Linked DNA regions of Zea mays: region 2 is linked to region 1. The links are chromatin contacts, called in public Hi-C maps. All regions are on one chromosome and are shown on one strand. Each heading gives the region's core, a stretch centred on a gene start, on an enhancer-like site or on the middle of the called end of the contact. The rest is flanking DNA. Distances are from core to core; before and after follow the strand shown. Region 1 holds the start of LOC100191784. Region 2 holds the start of LOC542193 (expressed protein DH12).

Region 1 (4,735 bases), core at 1,421-3,920:
AGTGGAAACCAACACAAGTTAGTAAGTGTAGCATATTGACAACATGCTTACCTAAGAAACAAGACTGCATCCCCTGAGACTAGTTTCTTCTTATTGATAAATGAACTCCATCCAGTTGTCAGAAGATGCCTTCGAGGTTGACCTGAACTTCGAGAAAAAAGTTTTACCTTTAATCTAGCAAACTTAAGCGCTATTCACTCTTTGGGCCTTGTCATTTTGCCCCAAGTTCTGACAAGCATCGACAGATTACAAGACCATGTGGAACAATTATGAAATTTAGCACGTCATCAGAAAGGAAGGCCAAAAATGCTTCCGTGTGAGCCATCAACATATTCCCTGCTTAATAAATTGGCAGTAACTTCCACTTACTAATTAATACACTTCCCAAATTTCACTTCTTACTTAACTGACACAACTCCTTTCTTACTTTACTGACCCAACAGTTCCTTTCTCCAAATCAAAACAACAGGAAAGACTCCTACAGTGATCTAAAGTATCTATCCAATCAAATACTTACCACAGTAAATGAACTCTTGCTTTAGAAACTGAAACACATTAAGTCTTTTTAGTCCAACAATAAACATACTTCATCCTGAATTACTGTTGCTGACCCAGTTTCATCCACTAGTTCTTGCACATAGCATTTACCAAGCATAACATTACGTTCCTTGGGGGAAAATAGTGCACATTCACTTCCCATGTGAACCATGAAGAAGCATACACTATATAGATGTTGCATTAACAATTATAAATTCTGATGCAAATTAGATCTTCAATCTAGGAGTACTCCAAAATACCAGACCATGTGTTGGTACCTCTATAGATATGACGGAACCTCCATTTCATGCCATGCAAATCCTTGGCAATAAGCTCTTGGGAAGGCCTAAGCTGCTCATAGTCCTAGAAGAAAAAGATGAAACAGGAACTGGTTAGAGCAGCACTTCAACCTAATCTAGGATTAGGAGCAAACTAAAGTCTGTTCCATGTGTATCACCAATGGTGGAAAGCAGTCCTCTGCAGCTCGCCGTGGAACAGAGAATCCCCCATGTGTGCTGGTATCAGAAGCTGTGAGTGTCTTGCAGAACATGTGTGATGCGTGCTTCTTTTCTCCGTCGCCATCCTCTTCCTCGCCATTCTTCTCTTCAGTTTCACCATCATTGATGTTTCGGCCAAACATCTGGGTCCAAATAAACAATGTTTTTAGAGACCTACGGGAGAGAGAGAAAAAATCTTGTTTCCAACCACGCAGCATGCGAGATTCCTATTCCATTCATTGCCCGCTACAATGAGATGCCAAAATAAACTATGATCGATTCTCCTAGTAGTACAATACCAGTGAGCAACTAGTACGAACACCAAGGACGAAGCAATGCCTTCAAAAAAAATAAGGTCTAGCAAAGTACCATGATAAATGAAAAAAAGGGGCTATCACTACAGTCTACAGTAACCAATGAATGATTTCGTACTTAGTCTGTGACTGATCGAATTATTCAGAGAGTTTAACCAAGCATTAAGAAGGAAAACAGGAAAAGACTAACAAGCAAGGACAAGAAGGTACTGTGGTTAACGATGCCCAAGCCTCTAACAAAGTACTAGTACTAATTAGATATCGATGCGCCGATGTCCAGATATTCAATGATCCATATCTGTATCTGTTTTAGTGTAGATTCGATTTGAGATATTTGGTGTTGCATTAGTATGCGACAATATTTGTATTGGACTTCGAACTAAAAAGTGGTAAATAGTGATATCTGAATCCAAAACGATTCCTAGTCTAAGGTAGTGTTCGGTTACTAGGGACTAATTTTTAGTCCCTCCATTTTATTCCATTTTAGTCTATAAATTACAAAATATGGAAACTATAACTCTATTTTAGTTTCTATATTTGACAATTTAGTGACTAAAGTGGAATAAATTGGAGGGACTAAAAATTAGTCTCTAAAACCAAACACCCCCTAAATCGATGTGACACTGTACTCCCAAGCCAATCATTTCGAACAACTCGAAGTTGGCAATGGCAGGTCCTCCACATTGCGTTTGAATACCAAAAATATACTCTAGTGACGAGTCATATCTAGCCCCAAGCCCCCAACGCTCTGGCAAAATGCAAACTGCAGACGAAACAGGGAATGAAGTCAATGGAACAGATACCATATCCAACATCCGCGGTAGAAATCAGTGAAACGATTTGGCTGAAATCACAGCGCCCCCCCACCCCCCACCGCGAGCAACGAACTTTTCCGAAGCAACGACACTCACCGTATCCATCGCCACCAGCGCAAGCCGCGCGTACACCTCGTCCGTGGCCGCATCCGCCTGCACGCGCACGCACACGCACTGGCGTAAGAATAGGAAAGCAAGCAAAACTAAATCACCAGCTGGGCTGCACGATGCAAGGTGGGGGGGGGGGGGGGGGGGGGCAGGCCAACTCACGCGTAGCTCGACGTCGACGACGCGACACACCACGTGCGGCGGCACGCGCGGCGGGGCCGGCGCCGACACCCCACCACCGTCGCAGCCGCCCGCCGCGAGGTGCGCCTGAGGCAGGTACACCACGGCGCTGCCCCGCCGCGGCAGCGCCACTCCAGCCCCCGCGCACGCGTGCCACAGCTCCGCGCACACCGCGCCCGCCGGGTCGTCCTCCCCCACGGCGTTGAGATCAATCCCCATCTCTGTCCCGACTAGTACTGGGGGTCGGTGGGTCTACCTCAACCAGCGAGGGAACGTTGATGGCAGGCACAGGCAGCGACCTCTCCGAAGCGAAGCGGGACGGCGTACAGGTGAAGGTGAGGGCGATAGAGGCGGGGAGTTAAATCGGCGGAGGCGGCAGTGGCATTAATGCGCTTGTCCCCCCGGAGGGGCCGCTCCCGCGGCTGGGCAGTGGCAATGCCAGTCCCGTCCCCCACGCCCCTGCGCCAGAGCCAGAGGCAGAGCCAGAGCCCACCACCGCAGAGCGCAGACCGCAGCGGCTTCGATGCGTGCGGGCCGCGGTTCCTGTTCCCGCCCCTCCTGACCGGACCGCTGCGGCAGTGGCCGTGGCGAGTTTATGGATGGTGGGGTCGGTGGCCGTGGACGAGGGGACCACAGAGCTTTTGGCTCGGTTTCGGCGGGTGGTTTTGGTGGGGTTCCTTGTCCTCGGGCGCCGCGGCACGGCGTCTGTAGGCGCGTAACCGTTGGTGGTGTGCCGAGCCGAGCAGGACTGAACTGTTTCCGCACAGGGAGGAGGCCCGGTCTGCTCTCGCCGTCGGCCCTCGGGCGTCGGGACCAGCTAGAGGTAGAACTCGAAGAAAAGGTGGCTTTTCCTCCGCGCTCGCTCGTTTGCCATTGTTGCTTGGTTGTTTGTGTGTTTGTGTGCGTCCTGCTTTCGCGAAAACGGCCCCGGCAGCGTCACGCTCCCGGGAAAGGCCAAGCACGGAAGGAGGTCTTTGCTTAGTCCTCCTTTGAAAGAAAAAAATTGCAGGAACAGGGAAAACACAGGGATATAACATAGATGTATGTGCAAAACAGACAAATAAAAATATAGGAACATTTGTTGAATTGTGTTCGGATGATTGTAGGAAACACGTAAGGGACGAGTCCATAACAGTGTTTGTAAAAATCCCTACGAGATTCTTTATCAAGCTACTTAATTACACATGTGGGCCAGTGCTATACTTCCTCTCTCTGTCTCTGTAGTCTTTGACTTGTCCTTTATCTTCATTCTATGCGCATGCTAGAAAAATGAGATCAGAGTGCATGTTTTCTTTCCCATGTTTCTTCCGTGAAATGCTTCCAAAGGATTTTTACCCTCCAATTTTCCCACGCCTCAAAGTCTCAAACCTGCCAACCAAAGGGCATTGCAGTGCTGATTCCTATAGGAACCAAATTCCTATATTTTTCATACAGATTTCCTAGGGTCCAAAAGGAGGTTTTACCGGCAGATTTGCCTTTTTTTTGGTCAACGATGAGTAGATTTGCCTTTGTCTGCCCCCCGTTTCAATCAAAGTTTTGTACCGTAATTGTCAGTATCATAAAATTATGTAAATGCTTTATCAGTCTCTCTTCGTAATTAACATATCAAGTCATCAAATATGTCATCGTGTTACGGTATTAACTGTAAATAAAACTCTCATTGTCATATATATAGCAGTACGACACAGAGTATCGAACGTAAACAAAACATGAACAACATTACGGATAGAGCGAAGCCATAAATCGGATGTACGCTAAACCTATGTACAGTCTGGTACGAGCATGAGGGTTGTTTAGAAATGTTTCGACCGTAGAGCGTGTAATAGGCGATGACCTATTATTGTGACGGACCGATGAACACAAAGGTGAAAAAAGATTGCAGCCTTAAGCGTTCGTTACTGATCATCATGACCTCTTAGCTCTACCTTCTCGTATGGTTCTGGTGAAAAGCTCTAGATTAATTGTGTCGAGCTCACTTTTAAGCCTACCCTTACATGCTGCACTCTTTTAGATCAAGTGAGGTGATTTAGAATCAAATTATCTTCTATGCTCCTCTACTCCTCTTTTAATAGACCAGGGAAGGAGAAAGAGTTACAAGTCGGTTCGACTGCAGGCCCCACACAGTAAATACCCAACAACCCCACATGTAGAGACACAGAGTGTGATTGAGGTGTTCAGTGGGGAGTACATGAGACGTCCCTCGTGTCAGAATGTTGAGCGTATACTTTAGGTTAATGAGTCACGTGGCTTTCTTGCATGTTAGGAAGCATATATTGCATGCATT
Region 2 (4,735 bases), core at 1,642-4,141, 270 kb before region 1:
AATGTGGAAGATGAGGTCCATAGACGACGCTTTCAGAATGTGGAAGGTGAGGTCCATAAACAACGTTTCCATTCAGAAATGCCATTTGGTTCACCTGCTGCGTTGTCTGATAAGCATTTGGAGCATTAACTTGATTGGGAGTGTTAACATGTGGACGGGTATTTGCATTGGTATCCTTCTGGTTCTGGTTAGCCTTTGGCTTGCTCCTAGCAGTCCGCTTGTTTTCCACAGGGCTGTCTGCAGTCAGCCTGCCCATTCGCTGCCGGATTTCATTCAGTGGACTAGCCAGTTTTGACTTAGCAGCACCCTTTTTGGGGTCAGAGGACTTGTACTCAAGACGGTACAAGGCGAGGGCATCAGAAGCATTGATCTCATACTCGAAAAGATGCCACTCATGGCTGCTTGATGGTTGTGGGTCCATGTAATAGGACCTCTTCAGACCTGCGAAATCTTTCATTACCAGCTTCCTTGATTCATGCCACCCACGACCACCGTAATCCGGCAATGACCTCTGCTTCCGGTTGCCACTCTCAAATGCTCTTCTTGGAGTATCAAAGAACAACCATTCTCTAAGAGATTCACCCTCCAGAAGAGAAAGATCGAAAAGTTCTGCAACAACAGCACAACATAGAAGTTAGCAAAATAATTTGATGCTATCAACATTAACCATCCATGCTAGCACTAATATAACAATACTTACCAGGTGCATTCCATGGGGATTTAGACGTAGCAGCGCCTCCACACACAGGAATACCAACGTTCTTTCCTTGAACTTTTGCAATGAGAGCAGCAAACAGTGGCCCATCTTTCAAATCAATACCTCTTGGACGCATCACAGGTCTTATCCCAAGAAGACCATCATCATTCAAAGCCAAACCAGCATGGTAAGGGTTGCAGTAATCTCCAGAGTCTTCTGTCCCTCCAGCTGGCCTACCACAGTCCCAAAGTGCACATTTTGGCCCCAAATACTGAGAGGGTGACGGCCATATTGTTGTAAGCAAGTCTGACATGTGAACAAAAACATCTCCAGTATTTTGCTCAGAGTTATTTGCATCAGCATATGAATGAGTAGGTGGCAAATCTAATGGCAAATCAAACTGTTGATGTCCCAACTGGCCAATCCCATGCAGATTATTGAACTGATCTTCATTAGAACCAGAAATATTTATTTTGTAACCATCACCACACAGAAAATCATCAATATTAAGTTCATAGTCTGTATAGTACATCTGCAAGCAAAGTAAGATAGGCTCATTAAAGCTATCAATAGAGATGGTAAAAGAAACATGATACACTACATGCAACAGAATAATGGAATGGTATGAAACAGCATGTTATTGGTTAAGCCAACCACTGCCAATTATTGTCCTCTGTTTTGTGTCTAGGTTCGTAATCATGTATCAAACCTACAAGTAACATAACATGTACATATGCTCCTTTGTCACAAGGTACAGTTTAGAGCCCATAACAATTAAATTGAATCAGAAACTCAAAACTTTGAGACATGATATGAGGCCTAAAATTGTGATTTTTCAAGAGTCTACCATTATTTTTTATTTACAACTAGCCTAACTACACAAAGATATACTGTTATGACTTGTACTCTTCAGAAGCTTAAATAGTACTACCACATTATTCCACATGCATCAACATATTGTCTATGATACTCATGTATAGCACTAAAGTATCAGGCACTGCGAGTTGAAACAAGTCATCACTCATGAATGAAGTTAGTTTATAGTGCTGATCCATACTGATACTATGGTATATAATTTGCAACTGAACAACATAACAAGATGGAAGAAAACTAGTGAGTTCTAATGCAAACAAAGATACTGTATCCAGTTGACATATTTTGTTATTGTGACAATATCATCAACATAGTAATTAAAAAAAGACCATCCTACACATAGATATCCTCTAGAACGAAAAGCCTCAGTGAGAGAATGCCTAAGTGACCAATCACTCAAAAGTTAAACACTATCCAACAAAATCCACATGCTTGGGTTTCCTTAGAATGACTAGCATCACAATGTTAGTAATTCATCGAGACAAGCTCCTCCGCATTATCAATCTGAAAAAAGAACAGTTTCCAGAACGATAATTGAAAATAAAAAGACTACCCGATGATTGAACATTGCATTAGCAACAGAAGACACTTCTCCACAATCTCCATCCACTCCCTGACCTAGAGAGTGCTGCGCAGGAGCAGTGCCCCCATCTATAGCTTCACACTGCTGATCAGTATTGGCCATCCTGCTGTCCTGCCCGTGCTCGTGGGTCTGACGAGAAGGGGGCACCAGGAGCTTACTGCTGGCATCGTCCTCCTCCTCGGGCACCGCCAGCTGCAGCAGTCGCAGCGTATCCGACGGTGGATCCGAAGCCTCCCGGTTGTTCCCCTGCGAGTTCTGCGCCGCACCATGAATACCCGTCAGCACCAATCTACTGCGCACGAAAGACGAAAGGGGAACGGTGGGACGGGCGGAGGGCTAGGGTTCGGGGGACTTGCCTGGAGAGAGGAAGCCGGGGATGGGACGCTGAGCTCGGCACGCCACTCGCGGAGCATCTGGTGGACCTGCTCCTCGAGGACAGCGGCGTCGGCGGAGCGGCTCTCCTTGCGAGCGGATTGGAGGCCGCAGAACATCTCTTGTAGGTCGTCGACTCGGACCTTGGCTCGGTCGCGGAACTGACGGTGCCGCGTCGACGAGCGGGAGCTCTTGCTCCCCGACGCGGGGTGGGCGTTGCCGCCGACCCCGGCGGCCGGATCTCCCGCCATCGTTGCTGATCAAGGCAATTATTTCCGGTGGACTGGGGACGGCCGAATGCCGATTGACTCGATTCGGCGTTTGTGTTGGTTTGCAAAAAGGGACCGCCCCACTCCTTTTCTTTGTTTTATGTTATGAAAAAAATTACGGTACCTATGCTCAAGTTTCGTTTGAGGAAATTGCGGGGAAGAAACACAACCGCAACGAATTATATGATAAATCTAATATTTTAATATAGATTATATAAAATTTGTGCTAATCTTTAATCATGTTGTTAAATATATTATTAAAGATAAGAATATGTTTTTAATAATTTTTTACATTATTTTCACCCTATAATAAAAAAGCGAAAAACATCTGAACCCGAATAACATGAATTTTATATTAATTGTTTAAAAATATATAGAGCAAATTTGAGATGTACTTTTTATAAATTTTAATAATCTCAATGCTAAAAACATAAATATAAATTTACGTTGTTCGTAATTGAAGAAAGGAGACTAAAATTTTAACATCCAATTAAGTATCCAGCTATGTCCCTACACTGCCCTTATCATACTATCATACGACTTGTTAACGTGAGGAGAGGGATCGACATGGACGACGACACAAGTGAGGGAAGGGGAGGATGCCACGCTGTCACTAGGAGGAGAGAGGTTGGGGCAGTAAGGTCAGGGGAGGATTGAGGGGAGAAGAATAATCCAAATGATATTGTCTATTGGATTTGAGTAAGGGATAAGAGTTATCCAACGATCTAAACCTGTCGTGGTTTATGTAACCGGGGTATAATAAGATTTGTGTTCGACAGGGGTGCTAGCTCGGACTCACTCCGAATGGTGAGCTACGGGGGCTCGAGGGTGGATCTAAGGCGAGTTGGTTATACTGATTCAGACCGGATCTCTAGTCCAGTGTAGTGCTGATCGTGGTATTGCTTGGAACGTGTTACAACTGAGTGCTTGTGTGAATACATAGAGATATGGGATGATCTTTGGATGGGGTTGTCTTGCCCTTTTATAGCCCAAGGGTAGACGTTACAATGAGGACTAGTATTCTACTGGAGTGGAGTTTGGGCTCCTCCTTTCTGGGCCTCGTAGCCCCTATGGTCTCATCTGTTGAATCATGTTTCTAGGCATTGTAGCCCCTACGGAGTCGTCTGCCGAGGCGTGCGCTGTCGTACCTCTGGTATGGCGTCGTATCCTGTCCGCCTTCCTGTAGCTACTCCAATTTAGATGTGGCGGTGCTTGTCGGTTCTATTGAGTCAGCTCAATGAGTGGTTTAGGGATGTCTTCAGTACAGCTTCATCTTCCGTCATCCCACTAGCGTCATCTTTTATCATGCGTAGACGCACGTCTGGTACGTTGTATTGCCCCGTCCCCTCTGGTGTATGGGTCTCTGTAGAGACCCCAATGTTGAGGTTTCTACGACCGGGGTTGTCTGATCCCACTAGTCAGCAGGGATACGTATCTGGCGTCGTTCCTGACAGGGACCCCTCGGTACCTATTCCATAGTCCGAGTATGGCTCGGTGATGTCCCATCGTGTCGACGTGGCTTGATAGTACTAGGTCGGCTTTTCCTGAGAGTCAGCTATTGTCTTGTTGGGTTGTTCGGTGGGCAGGTTGGTCGGTAGCCTCGCCTCGCCGGGTTGCTCGGCGGGCATGTTAGTCGACAGCCTCGCCTCGCTGGGTTGCTCGGCGGGCAGGTTGATCGGTAGCCACGCCTCACTGGGTTGCTCGGCGGCCTGGCCTCAACGGGTTGCTCGACGGATATTTGTTTGGTGGGCTAGCTAGTCGGCCTGGCGGGCCGTCCTCGGGAGGCCTTTTGGACCTTTACGCCGAGATGCTTGGTAGGCGGGCCGCTTGGTTCATGGACCGTCTATGGGAGGCCTCCGTGCCCTCTTTGGGTACCATGTTACCAAGTACCCAACAACAACCCCCGAGCCTTTGTGTAACTCCTTGGAGTTGCGTAGAAGC

Evidence for each region. Hi-C and Micro-C count contacts between places; a contact is called where the count stands out from the background.
Region 2: a Hi-C map of leaf shows a contact between it and region 1, with 4 times the contacts expected there. The contact joins the promoter of LOC542193 here to the promoter of LOC100191784 in region 1. A contact is called at or near these places in 5 of 25 Hi-C or Micro-C datasets (bundle sheath, ear, leaf and 1 more).

What each region holds. Positions count from the first base shown.
Region 1 is chr6:170,114,264-170,118,998 of Zm-B73-REFERENCE-NAM-5.0, reverse strand. LOC100191784 reads right to left here and starts at 2,670. Exons shown (of 10, transcript NM_001137209.2): 1 at 2,434-2,670; 2 at 2,260-2,316; 3 at 995-1,177; 4 at 816-900; 5 at 52-142. The coding sequence starts at 2,670.
Region 2 is chr6:170,387,563-170,392,297 of Zm-B73-REFERENCE-NAM-5.0, reverse strand. LOC542193 (expressed protein DH12) reads right to left here and starts at 2,891. Exons shown (of 4, transcript NM_001111807.2): 1 at 2,510-2,891; 2 at 2,124-2,408; 3 at 701-1,229; 4 at 1-609. The coding sequence starts at 2,776.